3 separate regions of the Mus musculus genome follow, and regions 1 and 3 are each linked to region 2. A link is a contact called in public HiChIP or PLAC-seq and Micro-C data. All regions are on one chromosome and are shown on one strand. Each heading gives the region's core, a stretch centred on a gene start, on an enhancer-like site or on the middle of the called end of the contact. The rest is flanking DNA. Distances are from core to core; before and after follow the strand shown.

The links. A called contact is a pair of places that touch in the nucleus more often than the background predicts. HiChIP or PLAC-seq counts read pairs in DNA pulled down with a chosen protein or histone mark.
Region 1: a contact with region 2 is called in a Micro-C map of the G1E-ER4 cell line. The contact joins the enhancer-like site here to the promoter of Zbtb1 in region 2. A contact is called at or near these places in 2 of 484 Hi-C or Micro-C datasets (both in the G1E-ER4 cell line) and 3 of 115 datasets of contacts at active chromatin or transcription factors (embryonic limb bud and embryonic stem cells).
Region 3: an H3K4me3 HiChIP or PLAC-seq map of embryonic stem cells shows a contact between it and region 2, with 12 read pairs. The contact joins the enhancer-like site here to the promoter of Zbtb1 in region 2. A contact is called at or near these places in 2 of 39 promoter capture datasets (embryonic stem cells and erythroid cells), 1 of 15 datasets of contacts at CTCF or cohesin (the NIH/3T3 cell line), 1 of 484 Hi-C or Micro-C datasets (embryonic stem cells), 7 of 115 datasets of contacts at active chromatin or transcription factors (acute myeloid leukemia, embryonic limb bud, embryonic stem cells and 2 more) and 3 of 9 other capture datasets (adipose tissue, embryonic stem cells and pancreatic islet).

What each region holds. Positions count from the first base shown.
Region 1 is chr12:76,672,217-76,675,309 of GRCm38.p6, reverse strand. The region is part of intron 1 of Sptb (spectrin beta, erythrocytic); the gene reads left to right. Among named protein-coding and RNA genes, the nearest start is that of Sptb, 37 kb to the left of the region's middle. Within about 2 kb of position 1,334, at least 35 of the 459 cell types and tissues checked have an H3K27ac peak or open chromatin away from gene starts, as enhancers often do. A contact at or near this core is called in the G1E-ER4 cell line, where this site is marked.
Region 2 is chr12:76,368,669-76,372,257 of GRCm38.p6, reverse strand. It overlaps Zbtb1 (zinc finger and BTB domain containing 1), which reads right to left and starts at 1,738. Exons shown (of 2, transcript NM_178744.3): 1 at 1,528-1,738. It overlaps Zbtb25 (zinc finger and BTB domain containing 25), which reads left to right and starts at 2,698. Exons shown (of 3, transcript NM_028356.2): 1 at 2,698-2,818.
Region 3 is chr12:76,693,256-76,696,692 of GRCm38.p6, reverse strand. The region is part of intron 1 of Sptb (spectrin beta, erythrocytic); the gene reads left to right. Among named protein-coding and RNA genes, the nearest start is that of Sptb, 16 kb to the left of the region's middle. Within about 2 kb of position 1,627, at least 122 of the 459 cell types and tissues checked have an H3K27ac peak or open chromatin away from gene starts, as enhancers often do. A contact at or near this core is called in embryonic stem cells, epiblast stem cells, forebrain and 1 more, where this site is marked.

The DNA of each region.
Region 1 (3,093 bases), core at 85-2,584, 300 kb before region 2:
CCTGAACTTTCCAGGTGCTCAATAAATATTAATTGAATTAATCAGCTGCTACAGCTCAGGTCCACACGTTCCTCAGCTCTGTGCTTTTTATCCAGTTACAAATCCCGACAGGCTGCACCTTGCGGAGCCTGGATCCTGCCTCTTTTCAAAACAGTACAGTTTAGGCAGCCATGTGTTGTCTGTTGCAAAGTACGAGGTCCCCTTTATCTTGTACAGATAGGCCAGACTTTGAGGGTCTTTCCAACCTCTCTCTCCTCTCCTACCCTGATGTTTACTGATTCTTTCAAAGGGTGAGCAGAGAGTGAGGTTCCGTCCCCGCTCCACTCCTGGGCCAGGGTGTTTAATTACTGTGTAGTCTTTGTTCTGTGGTGGAGATCAGGCTTCTCTGTGTAGGGAGAAGGGAATTCCAGACAGCCCGATGCATTATAGTCAAGTTACTTACCACAAGTCAGGAGTAACAGTTCTCTGCTTTCATTCTGATTACAGGTGATTCAGGGACGGGGCGTCTAGTGTTTCATGAGAGACCTTAGGCTGTGCTCGCAACCATGCGTTACAGCGGTAGGTCTCACTCTTTTAACGACCAGGAAGGCACTGCCTGTTTTATTTACATTCATTGGTCTACTTACTTTATGCATAAAATGTAAAATGTGTCTTTTTGAAAGTCAATATTGGCCCCAATGTCTGACCATATCTAATAAATAATTTTCACGCATTAGAAATATAAACGATAATTTTAAAAAGGCTCAGAAACAAAGAAAGTAGATGAGCCCGTGGCAAGCTTATTATTTCACAGTGTCAGAAACATACAGGAGGGCTTTTGAGCCTTAAATGTCATTTCACGTTGTCAAAGGCTGCTGCCGTTTGGCAAGCCTGTGAGCTCAGTGATCCTACTGTCTCACTGATCCTGTCGTGCCACAAAAGGGCTAAAGGATGCCTTTGGTCTCATCTCTGGAATGCTAGAGTTTGGTAAAACTTGCTATGTGGGGATTCAGCACAGAGCTTAGGGGATATTTATGAAATGAATTATATCATTCAAAGCCTAGCAAGGTTTGTTTTTGTTTTCTAGCTGTTGGGCATCAGGACAATGGCAGGCGGTCTAAGAAAGGGCGGTGATATAGCTTTATGAGGAGGTTTGCAGCTTCCAGAGCTGCATGCTCTGTGGTCGGTGTCTACCCCGTCTGTATCCACCAGACGTGGTGTGTGCGAGTTCATAATGTATGTGCCAATAGGCAGACACAGAATTATCAATCTTTTGGCGGGCTCAATAACCACTTGTGCACAAAAGCACAAGCTAGTCCTGTGGATCTTTCCCGATAAAGAGGTCCTACATGCACTGGGTGTAGCAACCCGTGTGAGGCACAGGGAGATAAGCAAGAGGAGTCAGCCAGTTCTGCTGTGTCTAGATAATGGAGAGAACTCGGGGCGGGGGTGGGGGGAGCTTAGTGCGTGTGGGCTGCCCCAGCCTGGCTTGGGTAGTGCATGTGGGCTGCCCCAGCCTGGCTTGGGTAGCCATTACTCAGATCATTGGGTTCCTGGTTTTCCAAGACGATTTTTGTTCCTTTAATGAGAGGCATGTGGTATGAGAGCAACAGTTCAAGGACATAGTCTCTGGGTCTTATTTCTGTTGGGCTAGTGACATGAATCACCTGGGACTTTTAGGAACAGCAGCTTCCTCTCTGTTTCTGAAGTAGCATCCTGTGGCCACCAAAGGAACTGGGCACCTTTCCCACTGCAGAGATCAGGTGGAGCCCTTGGGGATCATTTGGGTATATTTTAGAAACATTTGGTTATTTTTTTTTATATATAGAAATAGCGTTAGGCAGAGGAGAAGAGTAAGTGTGACTTTTACACTAGGAGGAATTTACAGCAGGCACCAGCATCCCCTTTATATTCTATGTCTATTAAAGCCCTCGTAAGCGTTAGTGTGAATTACCGGGCTGTTAAGAAAACTGAAATGTATCAATAGAGTCCCAAAATGATTCTGTGAGACCAGCAGCGGGCAGGTGGAGGTCACATTTCACCCTTCCTTCTTTTGCTGGTGTGGCCTTGGATGACTTCTGTAAGCCTCAGTTTGTAAATGGATTGAAGGTGAGAGGTGCTTGTAGGGGCTGGGATGGGAGTCACTTGGTAGAGAGCATAGTGCTGGTCTCAGTACACAATACATCTGTGTTCTCGACACTCAGGAAGCAAGGCAGGACGAGCAGAAGTTTATGGTCAGTTTCAGCTACACACTGAGCTTGAGGCTAGCCCAGGCTGCATGAGACCCTGTCTCAAAAGCAGACAGAAGTCACTCATAGGAGTGGACCAAAAGACAGTGTAGTGGGCTCTTAGGGCTGTTTCACCCCTGTACTAAATATGAGTCATGTTGCTTTCAGTGATGGTGTCCTATAGCTGTCTGTTATTAGAGATCTACTTCCTGTTGTGTGTGGGGCTTGATCCCTTCATGCCTGTGTGGATAGTTTATAACAGACATCCATCCATTCATTGGCAGTCAAGTGTAAATGTAAAGGCAGAGGTGGGTTTCTTGCTGGCTGTGTTTATGCCATGACCATGGCCAAGCCGTTCTCGGAGAGAAAGGCTATTTCTTGCTGTTTATCCCTTGCTTCTCTCCTCAACTGGCACCATTCTGAGGTACCAATAGTCCACCATCGTTAGCCTCAATTCTCAATCGTAGCCTTTTTTGGTTGGGGTTCTCTAAGGGCTTGGCATACATCAACATCTATAATTAAAAACAATCAAATAAAATATATTAGGTTGGCAGGAAGGAGATATATCAAATTAACGGTTCCTGTATAAACACAGTTCTCTTCTGGGATGGGGGGGGGGGGTCTGGTGGTGGTAGCTGTGTATAGAGTCCTGGCAAAGACTGGGAAGTCTGTACAGTTTTTATTTGTTCTGTTTTCATTTTGTTTGAGATAAAGCCTCAGCATGTCACCCAGGTTGGCTTCCTAGTTACGGTCTTCCTACTTGTCCTCCAGAGCATCGAGTTTGTAGGCAAGAACGGGCAACTTCTTACCTATAATGGTGAGCATGTGGTGGTTTGGGTCAAAGCCCACAAGCTAATGCCAAGGATACTAACGATGGTTTCTCTAG
Region 2 (3,589 bases), core at 489-2,988:
GTGGCTGGAACACAGCACTGTACCGCAGAACTTCTAAGCCTTAACCTTTGGAAAAGCACTGCACTGCACCTCGGCTGCGTTAGGTCCGTCTGTTTCTTTAAGAGGAAGAAACCCCATGCAGCTACCAATGCCACTCAGTATTACTGAGACTTTAGGGGATAGTGATTCAAAAGGGAAGTTTTACAGTTCTAGGCAACTGACCATCCATCCATCATTTGGGCTTCAGCCTCTTGTACCTTCATTCTTTCCATTTCTCCAGATCATATCCATTTGAGGTGACAAAATTCCAGAGAACCTATTTTATACCTTTTAAAAAACATGGTTGCTTTAAAACAGTCATAAGAACTACATCGATTTCCCCAGTCGACTTCAGGGTGCCTCAAACTTCGGCTCAAGAAATTCTAAGTGGTCTTGGAAAGCCTCAGAACAAGCCTATCACCCCAAAATTTAGGATTTCCTGAGGCAGGAGAATTATATCCAAGCGATCCTGGGCTACCTAGCCAGACCTTGTCTCAAAACGGGGTGGGGGTCGGGGGGAAATGCTTGGAACGCTTTGTGGATTCCAGTGTCAAAGGGGAAAATGTTGCCGCAGCGATTCATACTGTACGGAAATACAGTCTGACCAGTGGAGAATCTACATGTACCGTCACAGCGACATTCGATTTGGGAACATGATCACACACATACAAAACCCTATCCCCAGAAAACAAGGACTTTCATTAACCTGTTCTAGACCCGTCCGAGTTGGAAAATGTCTTGTCAAGCCCTCAGATCACGTGGACGAGTGGCTAAGGTGGAAAGGGAGCCTGGGAGCGGCGGCTGAGCCCAGATCCACGCCTGCACGCTTCAGCAGCAAGGACTCCAGATCGCCACCCAACTAGCTCACCGCCTCCACCAGAACTTCTACTTGTAAGCGCCCACCACTGGAGGCAAAAAGCACTTTCTTCTCGGGACTCGGGGGGCGGGGGGGAGGATCTCGTACACAGAAAACCCCCCAAACCCCCGAGACCTACCACTTTGGACCCGAACAAAAAGCGTGTGTGCTGAGGAGCGGGGGTGGGAAAGAGCGAAGCAGGAATCCGCGCGGCCCAGCCGCCTCCTCCCTCGGAGCGCGCCCAAGTCTGCGGCCTCCGGCTCCGGGACGCTCCCCTCCCACCGGCCGCCCAGCCGCAGCTGGAAGTTAGCGAAGCGCGCTCTGGGCCCGTCAATCAAGCGCGGCCTCCCGCCTCCACCTCCCCTCCCCCCACCCCCCCAGCACAAAATAAAATAAAGGGAAAAGAAGTAATTTGGGAAGTCGTCTGGAGAGGGGATTCGTCCGGAACCCGGAGAGGCCGCGCGCACCGGACTGACGGCCGGCCCCGAGCGAAGCCGCTCGGCAGACCCCCGCCACCGGCTCCTCGCCGCGCGCTTTCCACGCTCCGGCTCCCCGCACCGGTCGGCGCCGCCTCGGCCACGCACTCCGCCAGGCCCGTGGCCCAGCTTCGGCCAAAGTTGCGCAAATGGCCCCGACGACTGGCAGCTACTCACCGGGCGCGGTGGGACGCGCGGCTGCGGAGGTTTTATGGAGTTGAGGGCAGCGGAGCCGCTGGGAAGGCGGGCGGAGGCGAGGGGCTGCGGGCTGCAGTTGACGGCGCGCGGCGCTCGGCTGGGCTGCGCCGAGACACTCCGGGCTCTGCCAGGGACTGCGCTGCAACAAAGGACTTCCGCTGCCGCACAGCCGCGCCTGCCGCACCGCACTGAGCCGGCCCCGCTTACGCGGCGACTCCGGGTCTGCCCACCAGTTCGCGGCGGCGTCCGCCAGCCTTCCCCTCCCTCTCGCCCGCCCACCCACTCCGCCGCTGGCGGCTAGGGGCACCCGCGGTCGCCTGTTGGTTGCAACAAGTTTCTGCGTCGGGCCGGGGAGGCTGGCACTGCCCGCAGCGCGGGCGCCCGGGCGGCGGCGGCTGGAGCAGCACTGTCGCCCCTCTCCCCGGAGTCGGCTTGGCCCTCCTCCTGTTTGCACAGCTGGACGCCACTGGGATCCTCCCGACTCCCCCAGGGCTGGATGCCGATCGCCCTCTACCCAGATGTCAGACCCCTGTCCCGCAGGGCCCCGCAGTTGGACCCGCCCCCGCGCTCCACCCTGGACGCCTGGAGGGGGGGGTGACACTCTCGTCCCGTCCAGCCTAAAGCCTGTCCGCTCGGGGTCCTCCGTGCCCCCCGACTCCTCTTCGCGTGGGCCCGCCAGCCTCGGGCCTGAGTCACTTCCCCCGCCATGCCCCGCCCGGCCCGCCTCCCTCCCTGGCTCCCGCCGCATGTGGCTGCCTGCCCCGCGCCCTCGTCCCCCTCCCGCGCCAGACGCCGGTGCATCCTTGCCCGTCCCCACCCAGGGCCGAGGGGGCACCCGTGGTTTTTTTTTGTTTTTTGGGTTTTTTTTTTTTTTTTTTTTTTGCACACGCCGGGGAAAGTTCCCAGGTCACGCCAAGACGTGTGGGGAGCCAGTGACGCTCGAACTTGTCCCCACACTTCCGCCTCCAGTCACGACTGGGGACCGTGGCAGAGGCGCGCCCGGAGCGCGGGGCCGACCCCCGCCTTGGCCACTCGGGCGGGCAGGCAGGCGCGCGCGCACGCACGCACGCACGCAGGCAGGCACGCACACTAGCCGGGGTGCCGCTCGCTTCCCGGCAGTCCGGTCACGTGGGCCGGGCGCGGGAAGCCGCGCGAGAGCAGCCCGCCGGGTGCGTGAGCGGGCGCAGCCGCGTGGTGTGCGCCGCGCGGGAGCCCGCCCCTCCCGCACAGAGAAGCCCGCCCGCCAGTCCGCCGCCGCGGCGGAGTCTGGGTAAGCAACGCGGCCCTGCCCCTGTGGGCTGCTCCGGGCTCAGTCCCTCCCGCCGCGAGCCGCCCGGGCGGCGGCTGCAGCTGCACCCGTCGCGGGACAGATGCAAGTAGCCGGGGAGAGGGGTGCTGTTTTTGGTCCGTTGGAGATGTCAGTCAGGGCCCAAGGAGGACATTAGCAACGGCGAGCGAGTGCTGGGCGCGCGGAGCCGCCCCTGGCCGTGGGCCGCCGGGGCCTAACGCGGGCGGGATGGCGCGCGCGATTGCCGCACAGCCTTAGAGCCCATTCCCGCTGCGGGCCGGGCTCCGAGCGGGCGCAGAAGCCTCAATCCGTCTGTGTCAGCCGGGTCCTGGGCGGCCGCGTCAGGCCTCCAGGCTCTAGCAAGTGGGCGGGTGTCCAGATCGGGCTGCGCAGCCCTCACTCTCCCCTCCCCCATCCAGTTTGTGAGTACCTAGCATCTAGGGCAAGTAGCCCCCTACCCTAATAATTAATTTTTCTCTTAGCCCAGTGGTTTTTCATTTTGAATTCTGGCCCCCATCTTATATCATCGTCTCCCTAGCACTCATTTGGAGGAATCAAGCCGTTATCAGTTGCTTAGGTAACGCACTGCGCTGTACCTGGAACCTGATAGCAGCTAGTGTTGTGTGTTTTATAAATTAACTCCCATCTCCCTCTAAGGGATTAAAGTTGGCCTTCTTCCTCGAGGGACTCCAGCAAGTCCTTCAAAAGCTGCAGAGCTGTCGATTGACAGAATTGAAGTACATCTTAGAATCA
Region 3 (3,437 bases), core at 378-2,877, 320 kb before region 2:
GACGCCTACGGAAGGGCTGGTGGAATTACTAGCTGTTCATGAGTGACGCTAAGAGGCGAGGACTGCTTCGTGGTGAGTGGTGGGGGCTCTTCCCACCTCAACCTCCTCCAGTGCTTTCCACCTATCAGGAGGAAAGGTAACAGCTGGTTTTAACAGGCCCCATCAGAACTCATCTGTTTATTCATCCGGCATACAGTCCCTCCCACCTCATTTTTCAGTGGCTGTTTGATGTTGACCCTCAGAATGCAGTGATGAAAGAGACTCTTTGATGGCCGCCCCAGATGCATCTATGTAAGATTTGTTTTATAAGGGGGAGGGGTTAAGGAACACATTTCAGGAAGAAAAAAAACCCCTCCCACATTCCTGTAGAGAAGTTTTGATTTCCTGGGTACATTGCTCGTCTGTAGACGAACGAAGCGGAAGCCATATTGTATAAAGCTGTAATGCTTAATTCTGCTTTCTTTTCTGCCTTACCCCAACACAAAGTGAGTTTCACCAATGGCTGGACTCACTAGCATTCTGCTTGCTCAGGCCTTTGGGTGTGTTTTTGTTTCCTTCAACAAAACTTTCTGTCATAGGCACACTCCCACTGCTGCCCCATTCTGTGCCTAGGGATTGGTAGGAGCTGCTGTTTGGCTGCCAAAGTCACTGAGTGGGGTGAGGCGGCCTCTATAAATATGTGTGTAGGGTCTGAGATGAGCCGATAAACAGAGGGCCTGTGTGATGGTGTCTTGAGGGCAGGAGGGAACTCGGCCAGGGTAGTCAGCTGGGATCTCAGTGTGTTCTGTCTGGGGGGCATAATAGAGAGGCTGGCAAGAAGCAGATATAGTGGTCAAAGAAGCAGATATAGTAGTGGTCAACACATTTAACCGTGTGAGAGTCGACTAAATGCATAGGAGCTTCTAGAAGGTCTAGGAAGCCATGAAAACCAGTAATCATCCTGCTGCAAGATGCTAGGTGCCACAGCAGAGGTCACCGGTCACAGTTCAGTGGCCAGTGGCTCGGCTGGGTATGGCTTTGAGGGACCGATCCTCTTCATGTTGGGAGATGGTTTCCTTTGTAGGCTGCTCTCTGGTCTCGATTCCCATTTAATCTGTAGGGTCCTACATATAAACTGAGTAGATCAAATCCTGTATGTGCCGACTGAAAACTGCGGGGATAGAAGAGGGTGCCTTTATTGTGTGGAGTTCTGAGAAGAATGGAGGTGTTTACAGGTGCAAGGACTGAGGCGTCAAGCCAAGAACTCTGGGAGAGGAAGTGAGTATCCTCCTCCAAGACAGAAACCCACACCTAGGAGGACAAACCAGGTCATTTGCATTGCAAAACTGGGTGAAGTCACTTTGCCCAGAGACTGGAAAAGTACTCAGCTGCCGTAGTCCAGCTGGGCTCCTCTCACCCAGGCTGCCTGAGCGCAGGGGGTGAGCATAGTAGAGACGTTAACACGGCTCTGCACTCTCAGTGTAGCAATTCGCTGGCAGCCTGGGCACGGCTGCTCTCACTGCTTCTGACCCAGAAAACACTCAGAAAATGACTGCAGTGAATCGCTCATCTTCAAGGTGAAGCTCTCAGGTTGGGGAGAGACGCAGACTGGTTCCCGAGGGTTAGATACTTCCTGCCTCTGCTGGGAGCCAGCTTTGTTTATACTGTGGCCCCGGAGGAAGTCGTTCTACATTTCACCCGGGCTCCACCAGCAAAGAGAGCCTTCTGCTTGTTTTGCATATGCCTAGCGCCTCCTCTGCAGGAGGGACAGAATGAATAGGGAGCTAAAAACTTCTGGCAGTCATAAGTCTTTGCAAACAGCGAAGTCTAGTGAGCAGCGCATTCAGCGTGTTTGGTTGGCAAGTGATCATTTCAGACTACATTTGCTTTCTCTGTCTATAAAACAGCAGGGATGCTTTCTTGTTGAATTGAGAAGAGGATGGAGATGAAGTTGCAGCTACGTTTTCTTTCTCAAAACCTGATACTTGAGACATCAGAACTCAAAGAAAGATGGGTCTATACATAAAATGTCCTCGCAAAGCACCTTGCATACTTAGCAGTACCCTTAAAACCATTCCTGAAAAACATCTGATTCCATTGTTGTTTGTTCCTTTTCTTTTCTTTTCTTTTCTTTTCTTTTCTTTTCTTTTCTTTTCTTTTCTTTTCTTTTCTTTTCTTTTCTTTTCTTTCTTTTTTTCCAAGACAGGGTTTCTCTGTATAGCCCTGGCTGTCCTGGAACTCACTCTGTAGACCAGGCTGGCCTTGAATTTAGAAATCCGCCTGCCTCTGCCTCCCAAGTGCTGGGATTAAAGGCATACTCCACCACTGCCAGACTGTTTGTTTCTTTTTAAATTTCTTCTTTTCTGAGCAGGGTGTGGTGGCGGCCTTTAATCCCAGCACTTGGGAGGCAGAGGCAGGCAGATTTCTGAGTTCAAGGCCAGCCTGGTCTACAGAGTGAGTTCCAGGACAGCCAGGGCTACACAGAGAAACCCTGTCTCGGGAAAAAAAAAAGTTTCTTCTTTCCTCCCCGCCCCTTTATTTTTAATTTTATGAGTGTGGGTGTCTTGCCTACATGCATGTCTATGCACCACATGTATGCTTGGTGCCTACGGAGCCCAGAAGAGAGCATCAGCTTTGCTGGACCTGGAGTGACAGATGATTTTTAGCTGTAGAACTCTGTACATGAGGCCCAGGTCCCGGCCTGCTCACCTGCTCACCTGGCCTCTTCTGTCTTTGTCTTTACAGTTTCTAACATTTGTGTGTGTGTGTGTGTGTGTGTGTGTGTTTGTGTGCTGGGGGTGGCATGTGCTACTGTGCTCATGTGGAGATCAGAGGACAACCTTGGGAGTCACTTCTCGCTTTCTGTCATGTAGCTATAGGAATGGCTAGTCTGGGTAAGCACCTTTACCTGACGATCATCTCTCGGACCCTGCCTCTACAATTATTTTTTAAATTTTTATTTATTTATTTTAGAAATTATAACATGAACAGATACCCATGATAAAAAGAAGCCAAGCGTGCAGAGTAGTACAGATGTTTTATTTGATATGACCACTACTGGCAATGTCTTGTATTTCCATGCTAGACATATGCACATAGCTACCAATTTGTGAATATTTGTGTAGGTGAATATCTGTGTGCATGTACATGTGTTTGTTCTTTTTCTTTTGATTTGTTGTTGTTGTTGTTTTTTATTTATTTATTTATTTATTTTTCCTTATTCTTTTGTTGAATCTCACTATGTAGTCCTGACCGGTTAGAACTCCCTCTGTAGACCAAGCTGGCCTTGAATTTATAGAGATCTGCCTCCTGGGAACTGGGATTAAAGGCGAGTGGCACCTTGGCCCGACATACTCATTCCTAACAGGTAGAGAGCACCTTTACATGATAGTCTTAGAAGAGAAGGCGGGACTATAGAATCTGAGTTCTAGATTCATGCTGTTAAAGTAAGAATCCCT